2 separate regions of the Sus scrofa genome follow, and region 2 is linked to region 1. A link is a contact called in public Hi-C data. All regions are on one chromosome and are shown on one strand. Each heading gives the region's core, a stretch centred on a gene start, on an enhancer-like site or on the middle of the called end of the contact. The rest is flanking DNA. Distances are from core to core; before and after follow the strand shown.

Region 1 (2,990 bases), core at 165-2,664:
CTTGGATCCCATGTTGCTGCGGCTGTGGTGTAGGCCAGCAGCTATAGCTCTGATTTGGAATCTATTAGCTAGCTCTATTCCAGCTTCTAGCCTTGGAATCTCCATACGCCATGGGTGAGGCCCTAAAAAGACAAAAGACAAAAAAATAATAAAATCAATAAAGTAAAAAGAGGTCAATAATCCCCTCCTCCCCTCCTCTGGCTACTGTGAGACCAATTTGATGATTGATGAGATTTTTCCTTCAAAGACCAGAGAACAGAACCACGTGGGTGTAAGTCACAAGGGGGAAGATTTTAGGTCAAAATCAGGAAGAAATTTCCTTTAACCGAAGTCCCTTCTAGAGATTCCCTAATCCAGCAGAGAGCCTTCTGTTCTGGGAACTACTCTAGCCAGGTCTAGCCTGATGGAAGTCTTGCAGGTCTAGAGGGCCTCAACCCTGGGCTGTAATATCCCTTTGAAATGTGAGCTTCTTCATTTCGGTGGATGTAGAAGGAGTTTGAGAGAACCTGGAAACTCTTGGGATTTCCACTGTGTGGTTGGTGGAGCCAGTGGACATTCCTCCTGCCTTTGGACTTGATGAAGGTGGGGGAAGCTGGCCAAAGACTCACTTGATCTCAGGAAGAGCAGGGTATGTTATTAATGGTACCGCCCACTGGTCCAGAGAGCAGCTGTTTAAGGCAAGGCAAATTCCCCCAGACCCATCAGCCTCTTTCCTTGGGATCCCATGTCTGGTGGGAAATCATACAGACTAGTGCTCAGGATTTCAGGAGCCCAGCCTGACTGTGCCTCTGAAAGCTATGGGGCTTTGTTCTGGTCCTTGGCCTCAGTTTCCTCCTTTTCTTGGGGGGTATATTTCTGGTCACATCGTCTGGCGAGGGAGCAACTTCATAGGGATTAGGTCTTTCCAAATCGGAGAGCAGGAAGAGAGTCAAGAGTCAGCTTTTCATCTCTTCTCCCTGCCCCCCCAATAAGCACAGGTATCCCCAACATTTTTAGGAGGAGGGTCTGCATGAACTGGTCCATCTAATGCCCAAGGGTCCCATGCCCCCATCCCCGCAACTCCTACCCCTCTGTCACATGCTCTAGTCGTTGCATCAGCTTCTGTTGCTGCTGAAGCCGCCTTGGCTCCCTGGCCAGCTCCATGGCCAGCACTGCTTGGGCTGTGCTCCCGGTTTGGCGTCTGAACCCAGAACACCACCAAAGCGGCCCCTGGCAGTATGCAGCTTGTTCTCTGCCCCTACAGGGATCTGGAATTGATTTAGCCCGTTTCCGTGGCAGCGCTGGTTGCACTGGCACATCTGCTTCCCCACGAGGCTGGGTGAGTCACCACCACCCACGCTAACCCTTGGCACAGCACAACCCTGCCGGGAGCATGGGTAAATCAGCAGGAGGATGCTGGAGCACTCCGCAGTGTCTGGTGGTGGCTCACTGCCCTGGGTCACAGGCCCAGTACAAAGTACACTGGGCATAGGGCCCTGGACTGGCCTTACCCACCCAGAAACCTGGCAGGCTCTGCCCACGAGGACTGTTGGATCTGCTTTGACTGACTTCAAAACGCCTTATCTTGGCTGTGGCCAGCAGCTGCAAGGCCTTATGGGAGTGAATGCAGGTTTTTGGGCTCCAAGTCCAAAGGTCTTTTCACTATTCCATGATCAGTGCTCAAACCTGTCTTTCCTCGGCCACCTTAGCACCTGGGTTCCTTCTGGCTCTCATTCCAGGACCTGCCTTTGCGACACCCATCAGCTTTTCCCTCTGGACAGCAGTTCTTAAAGTGGGTTCTTTCCCAGGCCTTCTCCTCCCCTTCACCCTTCCCCCCTTCTGATCTGGGTAATCTGAAAAAAAATTGAGTTTGTTCTGTAACAGTAAAGTGGAAGGCAGGTTGTAGGGCTAATCTTAAGGGCATTTCATTTATCCTTGATTTCGAGAGGTCAAACATCAGTCTAAGGCCCCAGTTTCTCAAAATACAGTCCCCGGACCAGCAGCATCCGAATCACCAGGGAGTTTGTTAGAAGTGCAGGTTCTCAGGCCCCACCCCAGACACTGCGTCACAGACTCTGGGAATGGGGCTGACCGTTTGTGTTTGCTCAAGCGCTCATCGCGACGCGGATACTCGCTGGGGTTTGAGAAACCCTGGCCTAAGGAAGTGGATCTGTAGCAGTGGGGAAAGAGTGTTTCGGTCCATACCCCTGTCTGTGCCCACGGCACAGCTACCAGTGTTTCTCTGTTGTGTGTCAGCCACACAGGGGGCTTGGGTAGGTAAAGGCCCCAACTGCTCCAGCTCTGGGGCCTGGGGTTTTCCTCAATTATGTCCTTCCTCCCCATTGTTTGCATCACAGGGAAAGAAGCTGGTGTGTGTTTTTTCCTATGTGGAAAGGGCAACACTACCTCACCTACCCCAGAGAGGGCCTTGGGGGGAAAAAGAAAGCCACCTGCTGGAAATGAGCCAGCCACAAAGCCACCAGCCATTGTGGCCAGGGCCTAGGGCCCACAGAATACGTTTCCTAAAAGCAGAGGGATTCCAGCAGAGGGAAAAGGCGCTGATAATTCTTATTAATCCATACACATTCCTCTTTGCTCAATCAGTTCTTTTTGAAAGATTGATTGATTTTTGCTTTTGAGGGCCACACCTGCAGCATATGGGAGTTCCTAGGCTGAGGGTCGAATCAGAGCTGCAGCTGCCAGCCTACACCACAGCCACGACACCACCAGATCCCAGCCACATCTGCAATCTACACCACAGCTCACAGCAACGCTGGATCCTAACCCACTGAACGAGGCCAGGGATTGAACCTGCATCCTCATGGATACTAGTTAGCCTCATTACCACCGAGCCACAGTGGGAACTCCTAACAGTTTTTTAATAACATTTACTTATCCCCTGTGTGCTGAGTCCATCAAAGAGCCCCCTGACCCAACTCCCAGAAAGGAGAGAGCATCAGTCTCTGCCAAGGTATCAAGCAACCTCGAAGTCTCAGTGGCCTCACATGACA
Region 2 (2,990 bases), core at 331-2,830, 79 kb after region 1:
TGTGTTCCTGCCCTCAGACAAGCAGGGATTTCTGGGCCCCTTGCAGGTCACACAAAGCCATGGGGGATGAGGAGTACAATCTCAGGTTGAACTATCCACCTGGACCCCCAGTGCTGCCACACTATTGCCCTGGGCCCTGCAGGACATGGGGTTTGCACAGTGCCCTAGAAACTGACAACCTCCTTGTAGGGTGGATGGGGAAGCCCTCCGGTTCTTGGACTTCCATTTGCTATCTGGATGTTTTAAGTCTCTCTCTGCACAAACAAGTTTGGTTTTGAGATAGATCGAAAACCAGAAGCTTGTGCCTGACCCTTCTTCTATAATTCCTGGAGAATTGTGTGTGTTTGGGGACTTCTGTTTCACCTATAGCATGTCTGTCTTCAGGTATGTTCTTCCTAGGACAGCCAGCCTCATGGCATGACCATCACACACCAGAGAGAGGTCCCTGTATGCCAGAAGCTCTATGATCTAGTACTGATACTAAAGGGGGACATGACATAGCTTAAAAATCCTTCTCTCTCTTGATCATATCTGGCTTCCGTGAACATCTTCTCTGAAAGCCAAGAAGTTAGCTTCACCAGTGCTCCCTGATCCAGGCCATATCTGTTCTTTTCCAGGAACAATAAGCCTTATAACTCAACAACTCAACCTTGATGAGGGAGGGCTGCTGGTGAACCAATTAAGAAGGAAATCATATTTTTTAAAAAAGACATTGGAATGGACTGGTTTAATATTTTAAAATATTAGCTGTTTACGCATTAAGAGATGTCTGGAATGATATCCACTAAATTTTCATCACTGTTACTTTTGGATTCAAGCGATTGGTAATTGCTTTATTCTTTGTACTTCCAGTTACTACTTGGATTTTTTTTTTAAATAAGCAGTTGAGTCTAATAAAAATGTCCTTAAGAATTTGGTTTGAATTCTTTCTCTGCATCTCTCTCTCTTTTTTTTTTCTTTTTCCCTTTATCAAGAACTAGCATCATATAGATTCCATAAATCAAGTCACTAATTCATTAATTTATTAGGCATCTACTGTGGCTCTAAGTCATATGTTCGGCATTAAAAAATGAAATAAAGAAATCTCATGTTTGCCTTTTAGGAAACCACAGTTTAGAAAAGAACACTAAGCACACAACTCTGGCACATTCTGCTAAGTATGATTACACCATTTCCTGACTTGACACGTCATGAAGAATTGACTCAATATTAACACATTCTATTCTATTAAGCATCCACATATGGGCCAAACCCTAGGCGAGTGCTGGGGACAGAAACACATCATTTCATCTAGAGCTTTTTTCACCAGGAGGTCTCAGGGCTTTTCAAGGTTCTCCTGAAAGTCTGTAGGACGGAGTTCACAGGCCGGAACTCTCTTCACCTTCAACCTCCAGTCAGTTGGTCTACCTGCAGGAAGCAGGAGCTGTTCCAAGAAGTCAAAAGGAACAGGTTCTGTGTCACAGATCAAAGAAAACACAGGTGGTAGGATAGGCAGCCGCATATAGCTTGGTCAGGTCTCTCCAGCCACCGGGAAGGACGTGACTAAGGCAGAGGGAGAGTCAGAGGTCTGCTCTGTTCCACACAGGAGGACTCTTTCCAGAACTGATCTCTGAGTTGAGCTGACTCACTGGCTTCCTCCTCCTACGGTGTCAGAGCTGCCTTTCTCCCAACTGCAGGGTTGAGCTAATAGAGAGAGCGTTTGTTTCAAGGTAGATTGTTAGAAACTTGCTTCATTTCTTGTTTCTATTTCTAGCTATGTCACTGACTTGCTGAGTCATATTTGGCAGGCTCAGAACCTCTCTTCCCCCCTGTTTTTTCCATCTGGTTAATATGGTTTATAAAGAGTTCTAGGCATTTGGTTTCAAAAAAGGTGTAAGCCTATAAAAGCAAAAATGTTTACCAAAAGGCTTTTATCTGAACATAGCTTAATTAAAACATGATCTTACTGCAATAAAAATATTTTTGTCTATTTTGTTTTTCACTGGCATGAACGATCTTTGAAAACAGGGACCACATGCTTACATAGTTCTATTCTGAGCACTTGTATAGGATAATAAAGCCTGATATTCTCTGTCTGTTCCTTGAACCTAGTGGGAAATCCATGCATGTTAACAAGCAGCCTGGAAGTGTCATGAAGTTCTGTGGTGTTTAGGTATCTTTTGAGATGTAAGTCTATAGTTCCCTTCTGATTTTCAACAGTGTGAGCCAGAGGAGACAGGATTAAAAGGGTGGAATAGAAGGACTGGAGCTCAACTTCTCTCATAAACACAACAAAATTAAAACAAATGCTGAACAACCTTCAACCAAAAGGACTGGAAACTATCAAAAAGATATCCTACTCCAGAAGACAAAGAGGAGGCCACGTCAAGAGGTAGGAGGGGCGATTACACCATATTAGCAAACCCATACCTCCCAGGTGGGAAGCCCCACAGACTGGAAAGTGACTGTATCACAGAGACTCACCTGAAGGAGTTCTGAGCCCCATGTCAAATCCCTGCGCCTGGGGATCTGGCATTGAGAGAAAGAGCCCCTGGAGCCCCAGTGGGGCTTATGCACAGGAGCTTCACAGGACTGGGGGAAACGGAGACCCCATTCTTAAAAGGCACACACAGACTTTCATGGGCACTGGGTCCCAGGGCAAAGCAAAGGGTCCCTAGGAATCTGGGTTGGACATGATTGAAGTTCTTGGAGGAGCTCCTGGGAAAACAGGGGGTGACCATGGCTCATTGTGGGGGAAGGACATTGGAGGAAAAGCTCTCGGGAATATTCATCAGCATGCATTTCTCTGGAGGTGGCCATTTGGGGAAAATCTGGCCCCACCCATCAGTGCTGAGAAGCCTCAGGCCAAACAATTATCCAGGTGGGATCACAGCCCCACCCATCAGTAAACAGGCTGCCTAAAGACCACCCCCACCCCAGGCACACAGCCGCCTCTAATCTCACCCAGAGACAAAGCCCCACCCACCAGAGGGACAGGAATCAGCCCCACC

Evidence for each region. Hi-C and Micro-C count contacts between places; a contact is called where the count stands out from the background.
Region 2: a Hi-C map of liver shows a contact between it and region 1, with 8 times the contacts expected there. The contact joins two enhancer-like sites. A contact is called at or near these places in 4 of 47 Hi-C or Micro-C datasets (embryonic fibroblasts, heart right ventricle and liver) and 1 of 2 datasets of contacts at active chromatin or transcription factors (alveolar macrophages).

The regions. Positions count from the first base shown.
Region 1 is chr7:94,674,122-94,677,111 of Sscrofa11.1, forward strand. No RefSeq gene overlaps it. Among named protein-coding and RNA genes, the nearest start is that of SIPA1L1, 110 kb to the right of the region's middle. Within about 2 kb of position 1,415, at least 25 of the 83 cell types and tissues checked have an H3K27ac peak or open chromatin away from gene starts, as enhancers often do. A contact at or near this core is called in alveolar macrophages, embryonic fibroblasts and liver, where this site is marked.
Region 2 is chr7:94,753,346-94,756,335 of Sscrofa11.1, forward strand. No RefSeq gene overlaps it. Among named protein-coding and RNA genes, the nearest start is that of SIPA1L1, 35 kb to the right of the region's middle. Within about 2 kb of position 1,581, at least 31 of the 83 cell types and tissues checked have an H3K27ac peak or open chromatin away from gene starts, as enhancers often do. A contact at or near this core is called in alveolar macrophages, embryonic fibroblasts and liver, where this site is marked.